Linked DNA regions of Mus musculus: all the other regions are linked to region 1. A link is a contact called in public Hi-C and HiChIP or PLAC-seq data. All regions are on one chromosome and are shown on one strand. The core of a region is the stretch at or near the end of the contact, and the rest is flanking DNA. Distances in the headings are between cores, read along the strand shown. Region 1 overlaps Tle3 (transducin-like enhancer of split 3). Region 2 overlaps Gm34974 (a long non-coding RNA gene). Region 3 overlaps Gm34974 (a long non-coding RNA gene). Region 4 has its middle 8.2 kb from the start of Gm34828. Region 5 has its middle 34 kb from the start of Gm34770.

Evidence for each region. Hi-C and Micro-C count contacts between places; a contact is called where the count stands out from the background. HiChIP or PLAC-seq counts read pairs in DNA pulled down with a chosen protein or histone mark.
Region 2: an H3K27ac HiChIP or PLAC-seq map of neural progenitor cells shows a contact between it and region 1, with 8 times the contacts expected there. The contact joins two enhancer-like sites. A contact is called at or near these places in 3 of 15 datasets of contacts at CTCF or cohesin (embryonic stem cells, large pre-B cells and stem cell-derived epiblast-like cells), 14 of 484 Hi-C or Micro-C datasets (the AML12 cell line, bone marrow-derived macrophages, cerebellar granule neurons and 7 more), 10 of 115 datasets of contacts at active chromatin or transcription factors (embryonic basal ganglia, embryonic forebrain, embryonic hindbrain and 7 more) and 2 of 9 other capture datasets (embryonic stem cells and pancreatic islet).
Region 3: a contact with region 1 is called in an H3K4me3 HiChIP or PLAC-seq map of embryonic basal ganglia, with 6 times the contacts expected there. The contact joins two enhancer-like sites. A contact is called at or near these places in 2 of 15 datasets of contacts at CTCF or cohesin (embryonic stem cells and large pre-B cells), 6 of 484 Hi-C or Micro-C datasets (the 3T3-L1 cell line, bone marrow-derived macrophages, cochlea and 3 more), 10 of 115 datasets of contacts at active chromatin or transcription factors (effector CD8 T cells, embryonic basal ganglia, embryonic forebrain and 6 more) and 1 of 9 other capture datasets (embryonic stem cells).
Region 4: a Hi-C map of cerebral cortex shows a contact between it and region 1, with 2.6 times the contacts expected there. The contact joins two enhancer-like sites. A contact is called at or near these places in 8 of 484 Hi-C or Micro-C datasets (the 63-12 cell line, CD8 T cells, bone marrow-derived macrophages and 3 more), 6 of 115 datasets of contacts at active chromatin or transcription factors (embryonic basal ganglia, embryonic forebrain, kidney and 3 more) and 1 of 9 other capture datasets (pancreatic islet).
Region 5: an H3K4me3 HiChIP or PLAC-seq map of intestinal villus epithelium shows a contact between it and region 1, with 13 times the contacts expected there. The contact joins two enhancer-like sites. A contact is called at or near these places in 3 of 15 datasets of contacts at CTCF or cohesin (the NIH/3T3 cell line, large pre-B cells and pro-B cells), 43 of 484 Hi-C or Micro-C datasets (B cells, the C10 cell line, the G1E-ER4 cell line and 24 more), 16 of 115 datasets of contacts at active chromatin or transcription factors (astrocytes, bone marrow-derived macrophages, cardiomyocytes and 12 more) and 3 of 9 other capture datasets (adipose tissue, embryonic stem cells and liver).

The regions. Positions count from the first base shown.
Region 1 is chr9:61,403,610-61,407,063 of GRCm38.p6, forward strand. All of the region lies in intron 8 of Tle3 (transducin-like enhancer of split 3), which reads left to right. Among named protein-coding and RNA genes, the nearest start is that of Tle3, 33 kb to the left of the region's middle. Within about 2 kb of position 1,867, at least 106 of the 459 cell types and tissues checked have an H3K27ac peak or open chromatin away from gene starts, as enhancers often do. A contact at or near this core is called in cerebral cortex, embryonic basal ganglia, intestinal villus epithelium and 2 more, where this site is marked.
Region 2 is chr9:61,888,549-61,892,002 of GRCm38.p6, forward strand. The region is part of intron 1 of Gm34974 (a long non-coding RNA gene); the gene reads right to left. Among named protein-coding and RNA genes, the nearest start is that of Gm34974, 8.5 kb to the right of the region's middle. Within about 2 kb of position 1,548, at least 31 of the 459 cell types and tissues checked have an H3K27ac peak or open chromatin away from gene starts, as enhancers often do. A contact at or near this core is called in neural progenitor cells, where this site is marked.
Region 3 is chr9:61,860,647-61,864,100 of GRCm38.p6, forward strand. It overlaps Gm34974 (a long non-coding RNA gene), which reads right to left. Exons shown (of 6, transcript XR_001779199.2): 6 at 1-384. Among named protein-coding and RNA genes, the nearest start is that of Gm34974, 36 kb to the right of the region's middle. Within about 2 kb of position 1,590, at least 19 of the 459 cell types and tissues checked have an H3K27ac peak or open chromatin away from gene starts, as enhancers often do. A contact at or near this core is called in embryonic basal ganglia, where this site is marked.
Region 4 is chr9:61,828,876-61,832,329 of GRCm38.p6, forward strand. No RefSeq gene overlaps it. Among named protein-coding and RNA genes, the nearest start is that of Gm34828, 8.2 kb to the left of the region's middle. Within about 2 kb of position 1,571, at least 19 of the 459 cell types and tissues checked have an H3K27ac peak or open chromatin away from gene starts, as enhancers often do. A contact at or near this core is called in cerebral cortex, where this site is marked.
Region 5 is chr9:61,693,681-61,697,134 of GRCm38.p6, forward strand. No RefSeq gene overlaps it. Among named protein-coding and RNA genes, the nearest start is that of Gm34770, 34 kb to the left of the region's middle. Within about 2 kb of position 1,876, at least 33 of the 459 cell types and tissues checked have an H3K27ac peak or open chromatin away from gene starts, as enhancers often do. A contact at or near this core is called in intestinal villus epithelium and stem cell-derived motor neurons, where this site is marked.

The DNA.
Region 1 (3,454 bases), core at 617-3,116:
TGGAAGCTGGGGTTTTTATTTATCATTTGTTTATGTGTGCCCACAGCTAGAAGACCTGGCTTCAGGACTGGTATGTGGGTGACGGTGTCTCTACCCATATTCAGTACTAGGGGTAGTTACTGTCTATCATAATATAGGAGTTGCTGTCCTCTGTTGAGTGACCTTTAATTAGGGAAGCTGTTTAACTCTAGGCACTTGCCTGAGTGACCTCCAAAGCCCCCCTTACAAAGAGACATGGTCAACTGAAGCCATTAGCCCACCAACCTACATCTTCCAAGGGGCTCTTTGGAGTCACTGGCCTGAGCCCTGCGTTCCCGATGCTGCCTAGGTTGATGATGGTTCATCAGCCCCGTAGGCTGGATGCCTACTTCCGGCATAATCCCGAGCCCTCCTTTCTCCAGATGCCCAAGGTTTCTCCCTGCTCTGCACTTTGACTCTGTTGAAAAAAGTGCTAGCTAGCAGGTATTAAGGCCAGGCCGCCTGCGTGTCTGCCAGCTCAGAGATTTGCTGTAAATCTTTCTGATCACACCGAGGCTCCAAGGTTCTGTTTCAAGTGAATAAGCCCTCTGAATAAGCACACTGGAGTCTGGATAAAAAAAAAAAATCCTCCAGCGATTAGCAGAGCTATTTTATTCTTCATCGCAGAGCTTGTATCCGGGACCATCTTAATCTGCTAGGATGGCTCTCCTTATTACCTCATGTTAAGTAGGGCTTGGAATGTCAGGCCTTTAACTAGCCGTCCAGGCAGCAGCCTCCTCGGGAAGCTCTCTCTGCTTGACCCGCCTTCCTTTCCAATCCCTCCCTCCATCCAGACTGTTCTCATACCTCCCTCCCATTAGCTGTCTCTTCTTGCCCTGCCTGCCTGCCTGCTCAGAAATCCAGGCCCCGCCCGCCCCCTTGGGCTCAGGAATGGCTAGGCACAGAAGAAAGGATTGATTAAAGCTCAAGTCCATTTTGATTGCTTTGGTGTTGATCCTTAAACAGTGGCATACTTTTGGAGAGGCAGTTTCCCTACATAGAAGCTGGACTAGGTATGTCCACCTGCGTTGTCTCCCAACCCCACCCCCAACCTCCACCCCTCCCCAGCTTCAATCCAATCTCAGCCTTATGAGGTCTTGTGTCTTGACCTTGGAGCCCCTGTCTCCTCCTGCATGTCATGGGGATTACCCTGCCAGACGGCCTCTCAGCTTTGGATAGGCAGACCCCCTGTAGCAGGGCTCATTACTTGGTTAGCAGGAGGCCTTCCCCAGGAAGTGGGCATTGAAGCCCATTACCTACTTCTTCATACCTATTCGCTTTTGGCTTTGTGCCCTTGCTGAAAGCTTTCTGCCAGAAACCCAGAGGGACCCCCAAGTGTGCAGCCCCCCCCCAATAATGCTCCTGGCATCCAAGCTAGGCTGACTCAACATGGGAGCTGGGGAATGAACAGGGATGAATCCCATGACATCCTAGGGCTGGGCAGCTCAGGGAGGGCACCAGTGGGGGATGGGGAGTACTCTGGGGGCTGCATCCTCAGGGCCATGGTGTTGGATGGTGGAGATTGAAATAATCAGCCTTAGGAAAACAGCTTGTCAACAGTCAAGGCCTCCGGCAGGAAGGACAAGGCTGTGTCAGAGAGGGGAGGGGGCCGGGTGGACAGGCTGGAAGCTGTCCCAGAGGGGTTAGTCTGGAGTCCAATTAGAGGTAGCTTCATTCATATTTCCTTGCCTAGCTGAAGCAATAAAAAATACTTAGTTTTTTGGCCGCCTGCCAACCAGAGGCGGGCTGGATCGATGCCGCTAAATGCCTGACATGACTCTCCGGTAGCGGCGAGGGTTTTCAGCCTGACTGCATGAGAAGAAAGAGTTCCCTGTTCTCGCACTGGGTCGCAAGGAGAAACACGAGCAGCCACCCCGTCCCCTCCCTCCTCTCCATCACCCGCCTGCGCAGGGGCAGCCAGCCTGAGGGGCTGGAAGCATTTCTGCTTAGCACGGGGTGGCCGCCACCATCGGAGGAAATGAAATGAAATGACGGTGATTTTTTTTTCTGCCTGTGCTTGCAGCAACTAATTGAATTGCGGCTGTGAGCGCATCGCCGCCGCTCGCCCGGCTGCGGGGAAGGTTGAGCTGCAGTTCCATTATAACCTCCATTTTTTTTCTTCAAGGCTTGATAACTCTGCCATTTTAATTTGCTTCAGGCAGAAACTTGGCAGGGAAGGGCTGCCCAGAAAACCGGCTTAGGAAAGGAAATTAAGTTCTGCGGCTGGCTCCCTCCCACACCATTCCCCCAAACCCATCCACCTGCTGGCCACCCCGCCTCGTTCCTTGCCAGTGAACCCCATCCCTGGGCCAGCATTGGCCTCTAGTAAAATGGGGAAAGGAGACAAGAAGGGTTACCGTACCTGCCTTTAGTGTCCCTCTTTGTAAGCACATCGTCTTGCTCTGGAGTCCCACACGACTCCAGCATGCATCTTTAGCCTGTGTGGACTCCAGCATGCGTCTTTAGCCTGTGTGGACTCCAGCATACATCTTTAGCATGTGTGGACTTGTGGCCACTCTTATCCCTGTAGTTAGACCGGGGTTCTCTGACTCATCCTATCACTCCTGACATTAATGTCAGTCTGAACAAGGGTAGGTTTATCAGTACTTTTCTTATCACTAGGATAAGATAACTGGATCGAGGAAGGATTATTTGGCTCATGGTTTGAGGGTGTACAGTCCGTTATGGTCACATTGTGACTTGGAGGAAGCAGGAGTGTGGGGTGACTGGTTACATCCTAGCCACAGTTAGGAAGAAGCTGGCCTGTATCAGAACTCCCCTATAATCCCCTGTGGCCCTGTGTCTGCCAGCCAGAATCCATGTCCAGAAGGTTCCAAGGACAACCCCTCCCCCCAATCAGCTGGGACCCCTTAGCCTGTGGAGCACTTCACATTCAAACAGTGGTGCTTGAGGTAAGCCATTGAGTTCACTGAGGGGGCGCTAGGCCTTCAAGGTTTGCAGATTAGCCCTTGCCAGAGGTTCCCCCTCCCTGTGCACAGCCACAGGACACCCTGCTTCCAGCCTTCCCTGCTGCTCACCTGCCTCAGATCTTCTCTTTCTCAGGCTTGTCATCCCTAGGGATTCCCCTCCCTCCCCCTGGAGCAGAGGAAGAACTGAGAAAACTCCCAGTGCTCTCTCCCCAGCATGAAACCTACAGTCCTCTGCTGGGAGACCTTAGCTTGCTCTCTTGGGACACTTGTCCCCACCCTAAGGGAAAGGCTTAGTGGCCTTGCAGGCTTTGTGCCTTTGTGACACTGGCTTGTCTTCCGTTTGTGGGAGGATTGGCAGTGGAGGAGCCCGGGCTCAGGGTTGTTCATCTCTGCTTAGGGCTTTATCTGCAGCTCAGCACCTTTTCTCATTCGCTGCCCAACTTAAAATGGAAGTTCTTCATGTATGCTCATCTATGGCTCAGGTCTGACTTGAAAAGACACATCTT
Region 2 (3,454 bases), core at 298-2,797, 480 kb after region 1:
TAAAATTTCTTACTGCTCCATGCTCCAGGCTAGCTGGCCTGTGATTTTTCATTGAATCTCCTATTTCTCCCTCCTATTTCACAGTGGGAGTATTGGGATTACAGATGTGCACCACATCTGGCTCCGTGTGGGTTCTGGACAGGTGTTCCAGCCTGCATAGCAAGTGCCTTTATCAACTCTGCCGTCTCCCTAGGCCAGCTTTTAATCTTTCTGAGGACTTTTTTTTTACATACTAAATTTATTATTTGTGTCTCCTGCTCCCCAACGAATGTAATGGGGGATAGGCACATGTGTGGTGATGGTAAGAGTCTGGAGATCAGACCACACTCGTGAAGTCTGGCTCTCCTTCCACCTTATGTGGTTCTAGGAATCAACTGAGGTCACCAAGGCTTCACAGTGAGAGCATTCTCCCACTGAGCCTTCTCTTGGCCCATGGCGACCCCTTCCTGTAGAACGATCCCATGATCCCCCTCTCTGGAGTCTATCTGCCTGAGAAGCTCCTGAGAAATGTTCTTAATTTTTATTTTATTATTTTATGTGTGCAGGTATGTTTGCCTGTGTGGATGTCTGTGAACCACATGAGTACCTGGTGCCCAGAGTCCAAAAGAGGGCTTCAAATCCCCTGAAACTGGAGGTTCAGATGGTCATGAGCAACCATGTGTGTGCTAGGAACTGAACTCAGGTCCTCTAGAAGAACCGCCAGTGCTCTTAGCCACCAAGCCTCTCCTGGCAGGTTTTGATATGTGCATTTGCGGGCTGCTGCAGCTGAACTGTGCTGTGAAGTAGGAGGGGAAGGAATGTGACAGCCAACGCAGGGAAGGGGAGTACATTACATACATACATGCATACATACATACGTAAATTATAGAGGAAGAGAAGCCAATGGGAGGCGGGGAAGTTGAGAGTGTAGGGTAGGAGAAGAGATCCCAGCAGGATTCTAAGTCAGGTGCCCAGCCACAGGCTTCTCTGAGTGCTTCGGAGAGTCCCCCCACCCCCACACGTGGGTCTCTGTGAGCACATGCTCTTAGATATGGAAAAAAGCAAGGGGCTGATTCAACTCTGGGCCTCATCTGTACCTCAGGAGCTTGGGGACCCTCAGGGCTCAGTTGGAATCTGTGCATAAGTGAAGGGGGCTTCATCTTAGAGGTTCCCGGCTGACAGCCATCACAGTGGCCGAACACTCAGTATCCCATGAACTTAGAGGATGTGTGAACTTGGTGTGATGTGTCAGACACTCCTTCCTTATGCTTGGCCCAAGACCACAGCCACCCAGGGTTGGAGGTGTCCACAGAGAACAAGGGAGGCAGGAAAGGGAAATAACTTTCTGGAAAGTACACAGTTCTGGTGGAGAGTGCAAACCCACATCTCCTGACCCCTAGGTTCATAGCCACTGTGAGGGAGGTTGCAGGCAATATGGGTTTGAGGACGTTGCTTCAGAGTGTGTGTCCTGAGAGTCAGGAGGGAAGACAATCAGGCCTTGTTCCCTAAGTGACTCCCAGCGAACGCATTCCTGAATCCCTGCCACCATGCTGGAAGCCAGACTCCAAAAGTTATAAATGGGCTTTGTCTGTCAACAAATAAGAGAGCCACAGAATGCTGGGGTCCAGAAGAGACGGGCTCTCGGCTGTCTCCCCTGCCAACCTCTGTACGCCCTAGGAATCTGAATTCTCGGCCAGACACCTTTCGAGTTCTACTCATACATAATAATTGCCTTCAGCAGCTACTCCCACACGGTAAATATTTTAAAATCTATTTTACTTCCTTTATGAGGGAAAGACAACAATAGGCATTCAATGAACTGCAGTCAGTGTTTTGCAAAATATTGAATTTATTCAACCCATCAAGAATCCGTTTCTTCCAGGATGGCAGAACACTGAGGGTTGGAGGTGTAGCTCAGTAGAGGAGTGTTGAGCCTAACATGTGAGAGGTGCCACGTTCAAGCCCCCAGCACGGGAGGAGTGGGGAGGCAGAGGGGGTTGAGTGAATCGTGTACATGTTATGTCATTTTCTCTTGTGTTGTGTTGTGTTGTGTTGTGTTGTTTGTTTGTTTGTTTGAGATAGGATCTCCTGTTACCCAGGCTGGCCTTGGACTTGCTATCTAGTCAAGGATAACCTTGAACCTTTGATCCTTCTGCTTCTACATCCCAAGTGCTAGGATTATAGGTTTGCCTTACCACACCCCATTTATGCAATGCTGGGAATGAAATCCAGGGCTTTGTCCATACTAAACAAACCTCTATCAACTGAACCACATCCCCACTCCACTCTGTGTGTGTGTGTGTGTGTGTGTGTGTGTGTGTGTATTTTAAGCCTGCATCTCACATTAGTATTTGTTTTTCTATTGATTAGAAATGGGAGGGGAAGGGATAGTTCAGTGGTCAAGAGTCTATACAGCTATTTCGGAGGACCCAAGTTCAGTTCCCACCCAGTACCCACACTGGATGGCTCACAACCATATGTAACTCCAGCTCCAGGGGATATGGTTCTGCCCTCTTCTGGCATCCTTAGGCACTTGTATTCAGATGAACATATTAAGACACACACAAATACACACCTTTAGTCCCAGCACTCAGGAGGCAGAGGCAGGTGGATCTCTGTGAGTTCAAGACTAGCCTAGTCTACAGAGCAAGTTCTAGGACAGTCAAAGCTACAAAAAGAAACCCTGTCTTGAAAAGCCAATAGATAGATAGGTATAGGTAGGTAGGTAGGTAGGTAGGTAGGTAGATAGATAGATAGATAGATAGATAGATAGATAGATAGATAGATAGAATAGTGTCTAATGGAGCTCTGAGGGAGGGGTGCTGAGCACACAGAGGAGCCTCACTAGGGCACCATGAAGCAAAGAAAACTGGTAAAGCGAGTGTGGATCCCAGTTGTCCACTTTTCAAGGATGTGACTCAAATTCACCTCACCACCATTCCATGTCCTACAAAAGGGGGACACCTCACCTGGATGGTTGCTGGAGGAGTCTCAAAAATGACCATGTCTGGCTTGGCTTGGCAGCATATGCCTTGTAATCCCAAAACTCTAGAGGCCAAAGCAGAAGTATTGTCGTGCAAGACTAGAGTGAGGTACATAGCAAAACTCTACTCCCAAGACAAGACCATGGCTGGAAAGTACCTGGTCCACGGCAGGCACTCAGTAGGTCCCAGCATCTGTCTTCCAAAGTCCCACGCTTCCCTTAATGGTCCTCTATAGATTCCTTTCCTCTGACAACTTCATCTTCCACAGAGAGCAAGCCAGCAGAGCTGGGAAACCCAGGTGACCTCATTTGGTCAATGTGTAGCAAGGGCTCAGCGTGGCTGTTCTGAGAACCAGAGGGACAGCGATGGTCCTTGGGCCTTTGCCCCACATAGTATAGCTTCCAGCAGAGAGGTGGGGAACAAACAGAATGTGACAGTGAATAGTGAGTGTCTCACAGTGAAGATAAAGAGAGCAGGGCCACTATGGAGAC
Region 3 (3,454 bases), core at 340-2,839, 460 kb after region 1:
CCTATTGCTGATGTCAGAACCCAGCTTATTGGGTCTTCTGATATGGTCTGAAGACCAGTGGCTCTCCAGGAATCCCCCAGGCAGTCCAGGCCAGATGAGTGCTGGGACATGCAGCCTCGTAGATTGAGCAGCCAATAGGCAGACAGTTTTGTCTTTTGTAGTATCCGTTCCATCATCCGTTCAGTTCCTCCTCAGCTTCCCATCCTTCAGAGAGGGAGCGATCTCATTCCAAGACGTGACTTACTCTCTTTGGGTCATATGACCATCCAGAATCAACCACCTTGGCCAGGGGAATCTCTGATTAGCTGGGTCTGAATTCTACCTCACAGCTCTGCACAAGGGATGAAGTCACAATGCCTGAGAGTGGGTCCAAATGAAGCTCTCCTGACAAGAGAAATCAGAGAACGGTGAACACAAGAACCAAGTGATACCCAATGGCTCCATCGGTGACAAACACAACCATGTCATGGGACACAGTCAAATGACATTCCTAACCTAAAAAAGGGCTCAGTGCATCTGCCAACCGCTGATATCAGCTCAGCAATGGTAATCTTGGTGGGTTAGGACATATTGTTTATCTTTAAAAACTAGAAATTCTAAACATCAGAAGCTCTGGTAAGTGGGAGCCCTGACAGTCCTCAAGAATTCTTATCAAAGGCGGATCCTGCAGTCTGTGCACACACAGTTTTGTTTTGCTTTCAAGACAAGGTCTCACTGTGCAACTCTGGCTGGCCTAAAACTCATTATAGACCAGACTCATCCCAAACTCACAGAGATCTGCCTGTCTCTGCCTCCTATGTGCTGGAGTCAAAGGTGTAAGCCACTATGCCCACCTACCTCACAACTCCCGAATGAATAAGTACAATGTTTGGTGTCAGAGCAACTGTCTCAAATTAAAGACACTGTGTAAGCCAATCAGAATCTTTGTGAGAGGAAGAAATAGTTCCAGTCCACCAAAAGTCCTACTGATGTGTGTGTGTGTGTGTGTGTGTGTGTGTGTGTGAGAGAGAGAGAGAGAGAGAGAGGCCACATAGAGGCCAGAGGTCAACATCTGTGTCTTCTATTATTCTCCACCTTAGTTTTTTTGAGACAGGGTCTCTCATCAAACCTGGAGCTCCCCATTTGGGCTACACTGGCTGGCCACTGATTTTCCTGTCTCTCCCCAGCCCTGAGACTACAGAGATGCCACCACACCTGCCTTCTATGTGGATACTGAAGATTGGAGCTTAGGTCTCACGCTTGTGCACTAAGCACTTTGCCTACCGCCTTCCCCACCCTGTCTCATTCTTGAAGTCCTTGGTATGTCCAGGTCTTCCTGTGTCATCCAAGACGGGCGTTCCAGAGGCTGAACCCATATACACATCTTGTGAGTGTTCCAAAGATGCCTGGGAGGGTGAACACTTCCAAGTTGGTTATCCCGCCAGCTGACCCACTGGCTGGCTGGCTGGCAGTCTGGCTGGCAGTGCAGCCTGGATCCCAGCAGTTGGCGGAGTTCCCATCTGTCTGCACATCCCACATCCCCAGCCCCACTGCCAACCAAGACTTACGCCCCACCATTAGAGACTTCGTTTGTGCCATTAACGGAGCGTGGGCAACAGCTGCTGGAGCAGGTGCAAAGACAAACAGAGCCCAGCTCTGGAGAGAAATCCTTTGCTCATTGGAGCCAGCTGTAGAGACAGTGTATCAAAGTGGGGGGGGGGGGACTTTCTGCAAGCCACAGAACAGGGTAAGTAAGTGTGATCTGGGCCACTGTCATCTTGGAGTCAATCAGTCTGATGGGCCAGCTGGCTGTCCACACAATCACCCCAGAGCGGAATACCCTTCTCAGAGCCCAGGGTGTTCCCACCTGCTCTTCTCTCTCTACAAAGAAGCTCTCACTCTGCCCCCCCAAACCCCAGAATTTCATCCGGAAGCTTTCAGAGCACGGACTTTCAGGCCCACCCCAGACCTCTGTAATCCAACTTTGCAGCTGAAGTTTTTCCTAATGCACACAAAGGGCTAAGAAGCAGGAGGCTACTAGCTGCCTGGTGCTATTGCAACCACCGAGGTTGCACGGGGGATCACAGACACTCCTTAGGAGAGGAAAGTTCCAGTTTATCAGAAGTCCTGAAGTACTCCCACGTGACCCCGATACACACATACCAGCTCAGACTCAAGTTCTTGGGGAGCCCAATAAAGTCAAAGGAGGGACCTGTGAGATGGTTCAGTGGATAAAGATGATTGATGTTAAAGATAGGACTCACATAATAGAAGGAGAGAACCAACTCCCCCAAACTGTCCTCGGACCTCCTCGTAGAAACTGTGTTTTACTCTTGACAGTCCCCCCATAAATGAGTAAATAAATAAGTAAGTAAATGTGAAATCGAGCAGTGTTAAGGACGTAAGCATGGCGGCATACATCTGTGACTCTAACTCTTCAGAGGTAGAGGCAGGAAGATCCCGAATTCATAGGAAGAGCCTGTCTCAGGGAAAAAAGCAACCCACTAGCGAGTGATTAGTGAACAGGAGGCAGGTATGGGGAGGAAAGGCCTGGGGAGGAAGGAGATGCTGGGCAGAGGGAAGGAGAGAAGATAGCCAATGGTTCTGGCTTATCCAAGGCTAAGGGAATTTCTGGGAGGTGGGACTTACAGTTTGAAAACCAAGACAGTGCCAGGCAAACCAGGGCAGTGGTCACTCTAAAAGGGTGTGGGTAGATGGATGTAGTGGCTATTCCTGGTTGTCAACTTGACTATATCTGGAATGAACTACAATCCAGAATTGGAAGGCTCATCTGTGATCCTCATCTTGAGGCTGGGAGATACAAGTTTCTGACCTGGATCTTGGCATGGAGATCTTGAGGCATAGTGGCTATGAATCCCAGGAGACTAAGGCAAGGAGATCCCAGAGTTCAAGGTCATCTAGGACAAAGCAAGTCCCAGATCCAGGCGTGGTCATACACACCTTTAATCCGGGTCACACCTTCTGCTGGAGACCTACATAAAAAGACTCTCTCTTCTTTGCCTGTTTGCCTGTGGGACTAAGCAACTGCTAGATCCTTGGACTTCCATTAACAGCTGCTGCTGACCATTGTTGGGGAGTTGGACTACAGACTGTAAGTCATCAACAAATCCCCTTACTATATAGAAACTACCCATAAGTTCTGTGACTCTAGAGAACCCTGACAAATACAATGGATTCAGAGGATAGAGGTGGCACCCAACTGGCACCTCATTTCCCAAGAGACTCTCTAGTTGCAGATTTATGGCCCAGAAAGCTCACTGAAATGAAGACTCCTGGGACCTTGGCCAGGCGTCCTGAATCAGATATGCACCTTCACTAGATCCCTGGGGTATCTTGTGCACTTTGGCAAGGATTGGCCTTACTTTGAATTGGTCAGAATTTCATCACTGAGAGAAATAACTGAATGGAGGGAAGATTTGTTTGGGCTCACAGGCTCAGAGGTGTCAGTCCAAGA
Region 4 (3,454 bases), core at 321-2,820, 420 kb after region 1:
AACAAGACACTCCACAAGGACTGAAGATGCCTCCAGTGATGAAGAGGAGGAAAACACTAGCACCCTACCTCAGGAGCTCTAAGGAGGTAACAGGCATCTGAGAGCCATCCAGGGTGCTCACGAAGCCCAGTGGTGAGGGATTAGCTCTGTGGACACTGCTGAACTCTAAGACTCTAGGATGGAATCCTGGGAGTGCTGGAGACATCCAAAAAGTGGTCTCTCTCCCTACTACATCCCCAAGCATCCAGAGCTTGAGCCAAGGTAAATAGACTGAAGGACTGAGGAAGACTTGCATCTCTAGCCAGTCCCACCCAGGAGTAGCCTTATGAAGAGGTTGGAGCCTCAGGAGTTGGCCATCCTAGAGGAGGGACAACAAAGTCATTCCAAAAAGAAGTACCCCACAGCTGAGTGCCAAGGAACAGTTCCATGTCCCGCCCCAATCCATCCCTAGGTGACTGCCCACAGATCATGCCTGACATTCTGGAGGACAGATCATCTGCCCATGTGGGAGGGGTCACAGCCGGGAAGTAAAGGACAGTGACCTACAGAAGACAGATAGGGAGTGTGGGAAATTTGGTGTCACTAACAACCTCTCTTCCTAGAGAGCCAAGCAGGGCTAGAGGTGACAGATTTCACCTGACCTTGGTCTTGTGTGATCTGGAGATGTGTCAATCATGACCACGTGCCAACACCAAAGGAGATCAAACAGGAGCAGAGGCTGGAACAACTCCTGGCAGAACAGCACAGCCAGCTAACAACTCTCAGAGTCTGTTTCCTTCCCATCCCTTCCCCAAGACCAAAGTGCCTCCCTGAGCCTGATCCTCAACACATGGACCTCAAGGTACAAGGACCAGATGAGAACCCCAGATCACCTGAGCCCCTTTTTACAGAGACGGAAACCGAAGCTCTGGAAAGGAAAGGCTCAGCAGAGCATACATGCAGCTGCTGGAACGGAACACCAGTTCAAAGCAGAGCAAGGATGAAGCTCTCCATCCCACATGGCACCACCCCTGCATCACCCCACCCCCAGGCGCATCTGTCCGTGAAAACTGTTACTGTCAGTCGCCGCCCTCCCCAACCTCCATCCTTCCCTTCTTCCTGAAACCAGAACATTGTGCAGAGTAGAGAGGTGGGAGTAGGGCAGCCAGTGGGCAGAAGTGTGATGGTGAAACTCAAGGTACTGGAGAGAAGAAGTCTGGGGACAGCCTCATCACTTTGGGCCATGCAGCCTGGCTGTTGGTACACTGCGCCCCACTGTGCTTTGTCCTGGCTCCTAGCTTGCCCTCCCAGGTTTGACGCACAGCAGTGAAATGCAGAGCTGACCGAGAGAAAAAGCACCTAATCATGTAAGACCCACTCCTGAGAAGCCAAGGCGCGTCACACCCCCAGGTCCTGGTCCCAGGTGCTCTCTGTAGCCCACTGGATGTAGTTGGCCTCATACAGCCATATGAAACTACAGTTAAAAAGGCACAGCAGCAATCCGGAGCTCTCCCTGTTTACGACAGAGTACCACCTCCTACAGCAGCCGCACCACCTTCGCCCACACATGCCTGATGCCACCAAAACAGGCTGTCACAGCAGAGACAGGCCTCTGGTGCCCTCTACTGTTTGACACTCCTGCACCATAGCTGGAGGATGGCACCAAGGCTGGCAGGGGAGACTGGGGAATGGCACCTGCCCCCATTGGGTTGTCCCAGTTTATAACAGCCCCTCCATCCATTTTCCAAGGGGATCCAAAAAAGCATGATACCGCTGCCAGGGGTAGATCAGCAGGGTGTGTCTTGTTGACAGACCACCTAGAGGAATGGCTTGCTAGTGAGCCAGCATGGTAGTGCACATCTGTAATCCCACACCCAGAGAGGCTGAGGCAGGAGGATCCCAAGTTCCAGCCAATCTGGGATGCCTAGGGAGACCCTGATCAGAAAAGAGCTGCTAGTAAGACAGGCTCCTCTCCATCATGGACTGTCTCTCTGCAGAGGCTGCTTCCAGTGTCCCCAACTTGTAGTTCAAGGTCATCACTACTCACAAGGACAATAGCCTCCCTAATTCTGCCCTACTTAGGATCCCCAAGAGTCAAAGAACACAGAAGTAAAATAGCTAGAGATGTATGGCTAGGTATGGAGAGCCACATACAAAGACACATGCCTCTCTCTCCTCTCTCTCTCTCTCTCTCTCTCTCTCTCTCTCTCTCTCTGTCTGTGTGTGTGTGTGTGTGTGTGTGTGTGCGTGCGCGCGCGCTCATGAATATACATATAAAGAGAAAGAAGGAGGTCGAAAGGGAGAAGGGGAAACTGTTGTGAACTGTCCCCTGTCCACTGTCTGCAGAGCTGACCAGTGCCTAAAGCTTTTGGGACGAGATGACATAGCCGGGAGTGTCTAACCCACCTGACAGCAAGTACAGGCCAGAATATATGGGAATTTGGCCCAAGACAAAACTTTAAACTTACTTAAAATACTATGAAGTGGTTTCTGTTGCAATTTTTGTAACTTGAGTGCATGATTCTCAATCACGAACTCTGTAGATGATGTCATTCTGCCTGCTGCCACTCAAAATAACCATAGGCCTGGTCTAGCAATGCCTGGGCCATGGGTAGGATGTCCCTGGAATAAAGTGCAGCTCAAGACAACTCTTCATCAACCAATATGCCCCCAGAGAAGCCAAAGAGAGGGGCTCCTCGGCTCTAGATCACAGTCTCTAGTTCAACTTCACAACATCGGCCTGGAATCCACTGGATTTCTAATCACCTAGACAGAAACAGGCAGTGGGCTTGATTGATTTAAATGTTAGTCTCGGACATAAAATATTTTGTGATACCTTGGCTGGTGTCTGACTAAACCACCAGTCACCGTAGCATATGCAAATCAACACATGCCATCAGCCATCGCACTCCTCGTGGGCTTTGTGTGTCCACCAAGCATGTGCCAAAGTATCAACTCTGCGCCAGATCATGGGAAACCTTGTGTGTACAAGGCACGTCTCTATTCTTTCACAGTCTTTGTTAACCTGGGGCTTCCTGGTCCAAAGGGCCAGCCTTAACAGATGAATTGATTGATGACTTATCTTGCTTCTGTGTCACGATGCTTGGCAAAAGCAACTTAAGGGGAAAGGGTTTGTTCCGGCTCACAGTTTCAGTGTGCAGCCCGTTGCAGCAGAGAAGGCATGGGAGTGGGAGCTTGAGGCAGCTGGCCACGTTGCACCCAGGGTAGTCAGGAAGGAGATGTGATGTGCTGCTGTTGTTTATCTCACTTCCTCCTTCTCTTCAGCCTAGGCCTCCAGTCCCTAAAATGTGCACCCAAGTTAGGGAGATTCTTTTCATCTCAGAGAATCTAGTCTGGATCCTCTCAGGTATGCCTAGAAGCTTGTCCCCTAGGCGACTGTAGATTCTGCAAGGTGACAATCAATATAAGCCATCAGGACTGGAGAGATGGCTCAGTGCATGAATCATTCAGATGC
Region 5 (3,454 bases), core at 626-3,125, 290 kb after region 1:
GCCAGAGCTACATTATGAGACTCTGTCTCAACCATACTAAACAAAAACAAAGGGAAAAAACAGGCAAACAAAAAGCTCTTTCCTTTGTTCTAGTGCGGAGCAGTAGATCTTCCCACTGGCAGGTCTAACCTGCAGCCCGACACATTTGTATGTAACATTACATCACAATGTCAGATGCTTGGATACGGGCTGAGGAGATGGCTCAGTTGGTAATGAGTTTGCCATCAAGCATAAGAACTCCAATGCCAATACAAAAAGCTTGAGTGGTGCCACTCACCTGCAGTCCCAGAGCTTGCTGGGAGCTGGGAACAGCAGAGACTTAGGAGATGATCCCAGCAACCACAGAAAAAGCTGGGTGTGGCTTTGACTGCCTGTAACCCAAGCGCCAAGGGAAAGTGGAGACAGGTAAGTCCTGAGAGGTTGCTGGCCGGCTAGCCTAATTGAAACTCAAGCATCCGGCGGAAGGAGAGATCCTAGCTCAGGATAAGGTGGATGGTGCAGCACATGACATGCATAAGAATAAACAAGCAAATACATAAAATAAGCAAATGAGTAAGCCAGTAAAAGTTACTCGAGAGGAAGGAAGAAGGAAGGGAGGGAGGGAGGGAGAAAAAAAGGAAGGAAGACAGACCACAAAATGTCAAGCAAAAAATGTGGACACATCTTGAGGAATGACAACGGAGGTCAACCGCTGACCTCCACGAGCAGCTGTAACCACCCACACATGCACCTGTATATACATAAACGAAGCTTGCACACCCGTGACTCGCTTGGCCGTGTGGAGGCGAGCAGCTACTACCGTACTTCCCACATGGAGAGAACTGGATCCTCCCCAGCTCCAGAGTACAAGTGTGGCACCAGTATGGCAGATGTGCCATCTGTCCTAGTCCCTGACTTACAAATGTACCTGATCCTTGGAATTACATGGCAGCATTTAGACACCTACCACCCTGAGCTATCCCAGATGTACTGAAGCAGATGCTCTTGGTGGAACGGGGGCTGGTACTCACTGCACATGTTAAATCTCTAGAGAACCTCCCCATAGAGTGTTACAGTGGTCAGAAGCGACGTGATGCCAGCCCGTGTATACACAGGTCAGGAACGAGTCACTGGAGAAGAAACGGCACCAAGGTAGTGAGTTAGCAACCAAGGCAGGAATGAGAGACAAGTTTCCTCAGAATGAATGAAGTTCTAAGGCAGTGGTTCTCAACCAATGGGTTGTGAGCCCTTTGGGATCCAAAGACCCTTTCACAGGGGTCACATATCAGATATTTATACTAAAATTCATAACAGCAGCAAAATTAGAGTTATGAAGTAGCAACAAAAGTAGTTTTATGGTTAGGGGTGATCACAATGTGAGGAACTATTTAAAGGGTCGCAGCATTAGGAAGGTTGAGAACCACAGCTCTAAAGGAAAGCCACCTTTACCAACAATATTTTGGGCCAAAGCAGAGTACAAACTTAGGGTTATCGTCCCATCAGAGTGCCCATTGGATCACTACTGTGAGTTACAGGAGATGACTGGCCTGCCCTGTATCAACTGTAGCATCATTTAGGAGCTACATCCTTGCAATCTATGTCTGCAAGTCTTCTGGGATTTCTGTTGTTGAGAGTCGTATTTGTAACCCACTCTCTCCCCATTTCACAGTTGATAAAATCAAAGCCCAGAGGAAAAAGGTTTGCTCGAGATCACTCGGGCTAGTGGCAGAGTTCTCTGACTCAGGCCTGGGCTCCTTGCCACACACTCTAATCTATAGCAAAGCTGGACCACACGGGGGCAGCTAGGGGAGGGCGTGGGCGTGCATGCTTGACCTGTCAGTTGCAACCTTCAGCCCATTCCGTTTAAAGAGCTGCCTCAGCGAGACATCTAATTAGCTGACTTTAGCCCAGCTTCCTTCCTCTGGTTATTGATGTCTCTTCTCCCGTCTCTTCCTGGTGCTGGCCCTTGCTCATCCAAATGTGATCAATTACTCACAGGAATAAATTATGCACGTAGCCTACAGTCTATTAGGTAATCGTTGGTGTGCTGGCTGAAAGAACCGAGCAGGGAAGACAAGCTGTCTAGAGCAGAGGCCAGTGGGAGGGGACCTCTGTTGGTCCAGGAATGGAGAAACCTGTAAGCAGGAAACATTGCAGCCCTCCAAGCAAAGGTTGAAGTTGGAGACTGGTAGGGGTGGAGAGGAAGAGGGTGCAGGGTCTAGACTTTCAGGCCAAACTTGAAACCAGCTTGAGGGGCAATTGTAGCTCTGCTCTGCCTTTTTCCTGGACAGATGACACTCCCTCTCTAATTCCCACCCCTCGCTGGCCTTCCCTCTGGCCCTGTTCCCCCAGAGTCTCCTGTGAAAAGCATAAGTCAAAGCAATCTCACTGCAGTAAAGGTTCTGACTGACTCAGGAGGTCAGAGGAGCTCCCAGGAAACAGCAAGGTTACGGGGAACAAGGCTCTGGAGTTTAGCTTGGGTTAAGCAAAGTGGCCAGCCAGCTGTGTTTTCTGGTAGGTTCTTTTCTAATGTGGACACTTTCTGGGCCCTTGCTTGCACAATCCGATCCACTTAGAAAAGTTCAGATTTCACTTGGGCTAGTCTTGGGAAGAATAGGCCCTTAGAAGCCACTTCGGGTAAAAAGCAAAAAAAAAAAAAAAAAAAAAAAAAAAAAAGAAAGAAAGAAAGAAAGAAAAAGGAAAAAGCCCCTCTAGTTTGCCAGTTCACAATCTATCAATGAGGGAATCTGAAGCAGAAACCGTGAAGGAACTTCTTGGCTTACTCAATACCAGTTGTAATATATAGCCTGGGACAACCTGCCTAGGGATTGTGCTGCCCATGGTAGGCTGGGTCTACATCAACCATCCATCAAGACAGTTCCTCATAGGCCAATCTTTCAAGGCAGCTCTTCAATTGAGATTCCTTCTTCTTCCCAGGTGACTCTAGGTTCTGTCAAGCTGACAGTGAGAGCAAGCAGCCTCACTACAAGGTACAAGTCTTACAAGCCTTGAGGCGGGAGGAAAGCCCAACTTCTCTGGTTGTGTTTTGTGTGTGTGCCTCTTTTATTTCTGGTCAGACTCATGATTGACTCTTCATAGACACATTACCCACTCAGAGAGTGTCTGGCTACCTACCCTATTTCTTTCCTCTTCCAGACTGGAAACACAAAGATAACTAACTCATTGTCCTAAACCTGCAGTCACCTTAGATTCCAGGGATGGCCAGTCCCTGCAGGATGAATGACCTACAAGATGAAAACAAAAATATCTACCATGGAAACGGCACACCTTGTATCTGATCAGGTGACACAGACCAGATCATAGACTCTATTTATTGGACCACTTTGTAGGACCACACCTTGCTCAAGACTGCTTAGTTATGCACGCCTCCCCTCCCACCCCGTCCAGTTCTTCCTCTACTTAAATCTAAAGTTCACATAGGTGTCCTGAGGACAGATTCATGGCCATTGAACTT